2 separate regions of the Pan troglodytes genome follow, and region 1 is linked to region 2. Evidence: chromatin contacts called from public capture Hi-C data. All regions are on one chromosome and are shown on one strand. The core of a region is the stretch at or near the end of the contact, and the rest is flanking DNA. Distances in the headings are between cores, read along the strand shown.

Region 1 (4,691 bases), core at 1,085-3,584, 130 kb before region 2:
GCCGCTGGACTGAGACCAGCCGCCTGCTGGCTGTATCAGCCCTGAGATTTATCAGCAAATCTTTACAGAGTTTACCTGGTGGCTCTCTGAAGGTGTAGGGGGCTGGACAGAGGAAAATGGAGGGGAGGAAGAGATTGCTGAAGTGTGGAAGTGGCATGCTTTGTACTTAACACACTCCAGAAAGAGGACCTAGCATTCAAAACTTCCTCCTGGGAGCAAGGAGCAGGCCAGTGTGTTGGGTTAGGCACTGTGGTCCCAACCTGAGCTCACCTCGGACCTCTTTGTCCTCATGCCTGGCCCCACTGGGCTCTCCCACGAAGCCTTCACTCCCATGCCCACACCCCTCATACTCAGAAATGCTTGCCCCAGAAGGAACCAACCTGGGCTGCTGGAGTGCCCAGAGGAAGGCTCATTCTTGGCCAGTTCTTTATCTCCTTCTCAGCCAATGAAAAGAATAGCTGAAACTCTGAAGTCTACACTCAGGAGGTGGGAGGGGGAGTGGGGAGGGGACAAAAGTGAATAGGGTAGGGACAGGGGTGTTAAGAAGCCATGTTGGGAGCCACCTGGAGAGGTCTGGATGTGGGAAATACAAAAACAGAGTATTAGACCTCAGTTCAGAAACCACAGAACAGAATGGACAGTGAGGCCACAGAACAGAACAGACAGTGAGGCCACAAGCACGAGGGAGGGAAGGTAGGAGTGATGGCAACATGATGGAGACAGCCCAAGAAAGCTGGTGCGCTTTCTGCAGTAAGGAACTCATTGCTATTTTCCACCTCAGCCAGGCCACCCAAAGCCTGGAGGAGGAGAGAAAGGGGTGCCCTCAGAGCGTGACCCTTAAGGGTGCTGAGTTTGGAGCCAGCCTGCCTGTGTTGAAATCCTGGTTCCACAGCTTGCCAGCTCTGTGACCCTAGGCAAATCTTGCATCTGCAATTTATTTCCTCTGCAAAATGGAGACAAGAGCAGCTTCGATCTGCAGGAACGAAACGAGTGACTGTGCGCGCAAAGGACTGAGAAGTGTATATGTCAGCCTTGAGGAGGTGCCACGTGCGTGTCAGCTGTCATCTTCGTTCCCAGCCAGGCTGAGTGAACAAGAACAGGAGGAAAGCAGACGCTCTGGGGGCCGGCGGCTATGAGGCAGGCAGCGCCTTGGCTGACCCCCTCTCAGGGCTGGCCAGGCGGGAGGGCTGAGCAAGCGGTGACGCAGGATGGGGCCCTGCCCTTGGGGGGCTCCCAGGCTGATACTATTGCTCTGCTGGCCAGGATAAGGCAAGTGGACATGCATGACTCACAGGGAGCCTCGAGGCAGAGACTGGGAAGTGAGTGCCCAGTGTGCAAATGCAGGGCCCAGGGACTGCCCACCGCGGGTCCCACCATGCCAGGAGCAGGCAGACCTCTGGCCCCGGGCCACCTCTCCCCACCCTCTCTGACCGGTGAGGCAAGATCAGACTCAACATCACTGGGTTGTCCCCTTTAAAACAGCAGCATCTTTTATCCTTATCATCATTATTTATTATTGTTATTATTATTTATTGTTAGCATTTATTAAATGCTTATTATGTGCTAGGCACTGTTCTAAGCTCTTTACTTGTAGTAAGTTATTTACTCCTCCCATCGACTCCATAAGAAAAGAACTATTATTTGTAATGCTGCTTTATCTCGGGGAAACGAGGTCCTCAGTGGATGTTAAGGCCAAAGGTAGCCACCCGTTCCTGTGGGTGGTCACAGGAGTTGCCGCTGGCCCTCTGCAAGGGATAAATTCCCCTGGCCTGAGAGGCAGGGACACTCTTCCTTTAAGCCCTGTGTGATCTCAACCAGCCACTCCCCTTTCTGTGCCTCAGTTTCCTCACCTGTAAAAGGGGGCTGGCATCAGGGAGTCTGTATCTTACTACTTCTACTCCCTCAGCCTTGGACTGGATTGTGCTAATAAACATGTTTCAGAAGGGCAGTTTCCAACCCCACCCATGTCAATCCTCCTGGGCCCATGTTAAGCATTTGGATCCAAGGAAGGAAGTCTCTCTTTCTCTTGTCTCTGTATCTGTCTCTCTCTCTCTCGGTTACATACACACACACTCACAGGATCTGGAGGCAGAGAAGAGAAAATCTGCACAAAATTCCCCAGGCCCTGAGCCCCTCCCTCATGGCCTCGCCGATGCTGAAGCCCTGGCTGGAGGAATGGTATCCATTCACTTGAGGAGCCAGACCAGACAAAGAAGGACTTGACTCCTTGGAAGCCAGAGGACCTTCACGTCAGGGACGACAGCTATGCTGAGACTCCCATCTCCAGTTCCATCGGCCCTTACCTCACCCGGCCACGCCCCTGGGCTCCAGGCCTGGAGTGTGCTGCCCTGAAGTAGGCCCCACGGACCCCCCTTCCTCCACCCTCCCTAAACCACACACAGTGCTGGTCTCCACCCACACTGCCATCCCCAGGCCTCCCATTCCACTGTCTGTCCCCCAACCACCCACACACAGTGCTGGTCCCAGCCTCCAGCCTCACTGATGCTCTCTCCCACTCCCCAGGAGACAGGGCTGGATCCTGCATCTCCCGACCCTCCTTTGCCCCTTGCCAGCCAAAACTCATCCCCAGCTAAAATCATCCCCAAGGAGACAGTCCCACCCTTCCCCCAAGGCCTTCTCATCCCATCCCTAGGGACTTTCCCCAAGATTTTCAGTCCCTGCCCCACTCCAATCACAAAACCTCTCTCAACCTGTCTGGGAACCCATATCAGCTCACAGCCTGGCGGTAGGAAAAGCAACCAGGGTTGGGTACCTCCCACCCTGTGACCTGCTCCCCACACCCTACCAGCACATCATCCAGAAGCGTGAATGCAAAACCATCCAGACCCCTCCCAAGAGCCACAGACAAAGCCCTCTGCCCCCTGCTTCCCAATGGGTTTGGGACCCTGTTCAGCTTTTGCCCACACTCCAACCTTTCCACAACTTTATAGACCCTCATGTATTATTTCCTGGACTCAGGCAGTTGTATGTCTATATTCTGACTCTATCCCTTGCTGTGTGACATCTGAGAAGTCACATAACCTCTCTGAGCCTCAGTCTCCCCATCCATAAAATGAAAATCCTGAAAACAACCTCGGGATTGTTTTGATAAGTGTGGAGGAAGGGAGGTGGGGGAGTTGGTAACAGATGAGAAAGCATCCATGTCCTACCTTATACTTAATAGGGCTCAAAAATACTTGTGCCCCTCCTTTTTTTCTTCCTCTTGGTCTCAACCTTCTCCTCCTCCGCCCTCTTTCATCAGGAAGCTCATGAAGCCCAACTGTACCTTTTCCTCCAAGAAGTCCCCCTGGACCTGCCTGTCTTTTAGCCTCCAATGTGCTTGGGAGGGGCAGAAAATGATGTGGGGATGGAAGGAATATATTTTTCAAAGCTCTGTTTTGGAGAGGGCAGCTCCCAACCAGCCCACTGGCTGAGGCCTCTAAGGGTCAGGCTCTTGGCTTGGGGGCTCGGGGCCAGAGCAGAGGGGTGGGCGTGAGTCCTCAGCACCACTCTCTAGTTGTTACTCTGTCTTGGCTCCCTCTCTCCATCCACTCTCTGACTTTCTCTGAACCCCTGAACTCCATGCGCTGTGTCAACAGGCTCCTTCCGTCTTTGACTTCCAGTTTGATCATGCCTAAGAGGGGCCATGGTGGAAGGTAGGAGGAGAGAGCAGTTAGGGTTGTATCAGCCCTCTCTCTGCAGGCCCTGGCTTTGGGAGTGGCTGCACTCCCAGGGTCGTGGCATCAGCTGGGTGATGTAATAGCATCACCCTTGCCCTTCAGCCCCAGAGTAGTAATGACTCCCCACTGTTGCTGATCCCTGGGAGTCATACCGTGTCATGCACGTGGACCTGCCCACACTCTACACATAGTTTCTTCATTACATGCTCTTCAACGGGCCCTTGGAAAGTGCCATCTGTGCCCAGCAAGGACAGGACTGATCCCAACACCCAGTTCATCAATCTTTTACTCTTTCCCTGCGGCCTGCTGGGGGAGTGGGGCTCAAAGTACTGAATTAAAGTCATGGAAGAATCAATTCAGCCACCCTGACTAGGGAGTGACTTGCTCTGAGTGATGGCAAGAGGGTAGAGACCCAGGCAGGAGGCCAGGAAGACCCCGTCGCCCTTGCCTGTGGGGACAGTGGCAGAAGGGAAGGAACAGAAGCTCCCCCAAGCTGTGTTGTCAGCCCTGCAGAGAAGTCGGGCAGGAAGGGACAGACCATGTTCCCCACAAGGAACTCCTCCATCAGACTGGGGGCTTCACGGCATCAGAAACAATGCCTCCCCCATGTGACTAGGTGCTCCCTAGGTGCAGGGGCTATGTTTAACTCATCTTTTCCCTGTATCCCCAATGTCTAATTCCTCAGTGCAAAACTTAGAGACACAGAAGTGGATAAAATGTGATCCCTGCCATCTAGTAGGGAAGCAGATTCATGTAAAAGGCCCCACCAAGCAGTGCAGTCCATGTTGTGCTGGTGGGCCCGGGTTCAGTCCCAGGCCCGCCACTCACTCCTGTGTGACTTTGGCAAATCACTTCACCTTGGGTGACCAACTCATTTCATCTTTCCTCTCATCCTCACACTGTCCTGAGAAAGTACCATCTCCAAGGAACCCCCTTATTTCCAGGAAAAGTGGGACACTTGTGCCTCCTACTTAGCCTCCTTATGCCTCAATTTCCTCAAATATGAAGTAG
Region 2 (4,294 bases), core at 920-3,419:
GTTTCCAAATATTATTGGACCAGATCCCATTTAGGGTCCCTCCTGCCCAGGCCGTTGACCCTCCCCTGCACAGAGGCCCAAACAAGAACCATGGGACAGAACCTTGGAGGGTGCTAACTCCTGTTGGCGCCCAGGGCTCTGGGAGTTAAGACAAGCACGTGTGTGAGGGAGGTACGAGGGCGGGGGTATTCTTTACTTCTTGGCCTGGCCTCCCATAGGGAGCTTGGACAGCTGGGTGGTCAGCCTCACTATCCCACATCACCCCATCCCTCGATGTTCTCAGTCACTTTAAGTGCTCCTAGTCCTCAGGATCTGCTTCCTCTGCAGTCTGACCCAGTATCAGAGCTAGAAAGTTACCATGCAGATAAGGATAGGTCAGCAGGTGAGGGCTCTCACTCTCAAACCCTCAGAGGGTGCAACAGGATTCAAAGCCCATGAGTTCCAGTGAGGCTTGGACCTCACTCTTGGCAGCTCAACCTCAAGGACTTTCCTGACTCACGACACAGTCAGAGAGGTGGGTTTGGTCTTGTGCTTGGAGTTTGAGCTGTGCCCTTCGCAGATATTGAGATTTAGTCTTGAGTGCTTTTAAGACTTCTTTCTGAATGTCTGCATGTGGTTGTGTGCGTGTAGTTGTGTTTGTGTGAATGCACTTACATGAGAGAGAAAAAGGAATAGAGAGGCAGAAAGACAGTGGCAGGGAGGGACAGGAATAGCCCATCCAAGACGCTAGAGGTGGAGTCTTTCTCCACTCCAGACTGCGGCTGCTTCTCCCCTCAGACTGGGGCTACCTGAGGACTGGGCTGTGTCTCCCCTCAGACTGGGGCTCCCTGAGTTCGGGGCTGTGTCTCTCCTCAGACTGGGGCTCCCTGAGAACGAGGCTGTGTCTCCCTCAGACTGGTGCTCCCTGAGGATGCAGCTGTGTCTCCCCTCAGACTGGGGCTCCCTGAGGACGGGGCTGTGTCTCCATCAGACTGGGGCTCCCTGAGAATCTGGTCCCCTGAGGACTGTTTTGTATTCTGCATATGTGTCTCCCACACGTGTGGGATGAGTTCACTTTCCCTGAGTTTCGGCAGCTTCTGTAGAAACACTCAGGGAACAGCAGTCTGTTTCTGGGCTGGAGTTCAGGGAGGTCTGGCTTGGATCTTCTTAACAGACATGACTCTGGGACTCCCCGAGGGCTGCCCAGATTCTGCCCACTGAGTGCTGCCCCTCCATCCCATTCCCTCACTCTTCCCCTCCCACTGCTCTGGGGCAGAGAGGGTTGGAGTGTGAGGTCTCTGGACTAAGGCCATCCCTGCCAAGCAGTCCTTCTTCTTGACTCCTCAGGCTCCAGCACACCAGATTCGTGGGCTGAGTGATGGGCCGAGGGGCTTTACCGCGGGGCTTCTGGCATCCCCTCTTCCTGCCCTTCCCCATGTGACAAGCTCTCTCCCCACTCATCCCTTGCCCTGTGTGGGTCCCTTCTTGCCTGTCATGAGCTCTCGCCTTGAAGGAGGTGTCCAGGAGCCAGGAAAGATGGAAGAGAAGGACCAGGAATAAGAAGAAAAGAAAGATCACAAGGAGGGTGCTGCCTGGGCCCAGCAGCCATACAATTAGGTGATGTGTGCTGGGTTTGTAAATTATCTCTCTTATCATTTTTGCTTTGATGCAGAACAAACAGAACTCCCCATGGCATTTAAGTCTCTCAAAGGCTGGGATCTTTGTTTTGCTCTCTGTTGTCTCCCGAGTGTCTAGATGCCCAGCGCATAGCAGGTGCTTGGTTAATGACTGCGGGACGGGTGACAGAGTCTCAGCCGGTTGTGTTGGCATGGACTTTTGGACTCTTCTTCCAACAGTTCCAAGTCCCTGTCCAGCCCACATTGCTCCCCACACGTTCCTAGGGGGTTCCCTTAGGGATCTCACAGGCTCTGTGGAACCCACTTTGAGAACACCTGGAGGAGCTGCCCTCTTCAAATTCTAAGCTCCAGAGGAAGGGGAGAGAAGGAGGAGGAAGCATGGAGTGAAGAGGACTCCAGTAATTTCGAGTCGGGGCTGAATGTGGGAGTTTGTGGTGGGAAACGGAGGCTTCTCCAGCAGCAAGCCCCGCCCCAGCTAAGGGAAACCCAGAAGAGACCATTGAGAGTCAAAGTTATGTATTCTGAAGGCTGATGAGCGCTCATTGGAGGAGAGGTGTCTGGGCAGGATGCTGGCAGCTGGGAGCTCTGAGGGTGTCGCGGGGAAGCAGAGCCACCTGCCCGTCTCTGGAGACCTCGAGTCCCTCCCGCCCGTAGATTGTCACATGCAGCGCCACTGCCCCCTTGTGGTCATGCCACCAGCAAAGCCGAAGCGTCCTGTCCCTGCTGTGGGGATGCTGTAAGTGCCTGGAGGACAAAGACCTCCCCCAAAGCCAGATGCTCTCTGGCTGGGATCAGAACCAGATAACTCAGGGAATCTGCCTCTGGCTTCCCTTTCTCCTTCAGGCCAAGGCTCCCAAAGCAAGAACCATCAGAAACCAAAGCCACGTGGTGCAGTGTGTCCAGCTCCGGCCTGGGAGTATAGAGACCAGGGCGTGAATACTGCTGTCCTCAACACGCTGTGTGACTTGGATAAGTCTGATAACCTCTCTGAGCCTCCATGTTCTTGTTTATAAAATGAGACTCACAGTTCCCATCCCACAGGCCTCAGGAGCTGTTGCGAGGGCTTGTGAAACACCTTTTGCAAAAAGCCCTGGGCAGAGAGGGGTGAGGCTGGAAGGCTTCTGCCAGGAGAAAGCAGCGCTGGGGAGTTTGTGGGAGACAAAGGTGAAGAGGAGAGTGGGAAGAAGGAATCTGCAGTCGAGGGACCCCAGAGACAGGCCCTCAGGATTCATCACCCTTTGCCTTTAAGAAATTCATCTTGTCTGCAAAGCTCCCCAGATCCCAGCAATTCCCCACCAGGAGCTGGGACCATGTCCCTCCTGTCCTCCTCTGTTGAGCCTCATGCTGGCCCCATGGTGCAATACTATAGCCAGACATTAGAGCCCTCAGGTCTGCTGGACAACTGATGCACAGAGACCATGAGGTTTATTCTCCCCCAGCTCTGAGGTAATATAACAAGGATCGCCTTTCCTCTAGTTTTCAACGTGCTCCTCATTTCTGTCTGAGACCTCACTGGAAGCACCTTTAACATTCATATTGCTGCCAGGCACCATGGCTCACATCTGTAATCTCAGCACTTTGGGAGGCCAAGATGGGCTGATCACTCAAGGCCAGGAGTTTGAGACCAGCCTGGCCAACATGGCGAAACTTCATCTCTACTAAAAAAAAAAAGAAAGAAAGAAAAAGAAAAATTAGCCAGGCATGGTAGTGGGTGCCTGTAATCCAGCTACTTGGGAGGCTGAGGCACCAGAATCACTTGAACCCAGGAAGTGAAGGTGGCAGTGAGCCGGATCACACCTCTGCACTCCAGCCTGGGTAAGAGTGAGACTGTTTCCACAAAGGTTAAAAAGAGAGAGAGAGAGAGATTCATATTTCTAGCAACAATCTCTTTGAGGGTAATCTAGGCTTTTTCTGTCATGCACCTTCCTATGCTTTCAGCCTCCACCCATTATCCAATTCCAAATCTACCTCTGCATTTTTTTTTTTTTTTTTTTTTTTTTTTTGAGACGGAGTCTTGCTGTCGCCCAGGCTGGAGTGCAGTGGCGCGATCTCGGCTCACTGCAGGCTCCGCCCCCTGGGGTTCACGCCATTCTCCTGCCTCAGCCTCCCGAGTAGCTGGGACTACAGGCGCCCGCCACCTCGCCTGGCTAATTTGTTTGTATTTTTAGTAGAGACGGGGTTTCACCGTGTTAGCCAGGATGGTCTCAATCTCCTGACCTTGTGATCCGCCCGCCTCGGCCTCCCAAAGTGCTGGGATTACAGGCGTGAGCCACCGCACCCGGCCTACCTCTGCATTTTTAAGTATTTGTTATAGCAGCACCCCAGAACCACCTAGAAGCTACTGGAAGAGGCACAGGACAGATTTCTCCCTCAGAGCCCTCGGAAGGAACCAGCTCCACTGACCTTGATCTCAGACTTCTGACCTCCAGAACTGTGAGATAGATTTCTGTTGTTCTCAGCTACCCAGTTTGTGGTACTGTGTTACGGCAGCAAACACATTAGTTTGCCCTAGCAAACAAATACACACCATTGCATCCTCTTTCAGCTACCTGGCTGTGCTCCTGCCTCCAGAGCAGCCCCTCATCTCCAGCTCCGCCTCCACCCTCTAGTCTTCAGTCTCTTCTGCAGGCCCTCGCCACTCCTGTGGCATCCATCTTGAATCTCTGCAATGATCCCAA

The links. Capture Hi-C pulls out chosen DNA fragments and counts their contacts.
Region 1: a contact with region 2 is called in a capture Hi-C map of stem cell-derived neural stem cells, with 5 times the contacts expected there. The contact joins two enhancer-like sites. A contact is called at or near these places in 6 of 7 Hi-C or Micro-C datasets (blood, induced pluripotent stem cells, a lymphoblastoid cell line and 1 more) and 1 of 1 other capture datasets (stem cell-derived neural stem cells).

Annotation. Positions count from the first base shown.
Region 1 is chr5:45,188,309-45,192,999 of NHGRI_mPanTro3-v2.0_pri, reverse strand. No RefSeq gene overlaps it. Among named protein-coding and RNA genes, the nearest start is that of KCNK17, 19 kb to the left of the region's middle. Within about 2 kb of position 2,334, at least 1 of the 24 cell types and tissues checked has an H3K27ac peak or open chromatin away from gene starts, as enhancers often do. A contact at or near this core is called in stem cell-derived neural stem cells, where this site is marked.
Region 2 is chr5:45,059,651-45,063,944 of NHGRI_mPanTro3-v2.0_pri, reverse strand. No RefSeq gene overlaps it. Among named protein-coding and RNA genes, the nearest start is that of SAYSD1, 52 kb to the right of the region's middle. Within about 2 kb of position 2,169, at least 1 of the 24 cell types and tissues checked has an H3K27ac peak or open chromatin away from gene starts, as enhancers often do. A contact at or near this core is called in stem cell-derived neural stem cells, where this site is marked.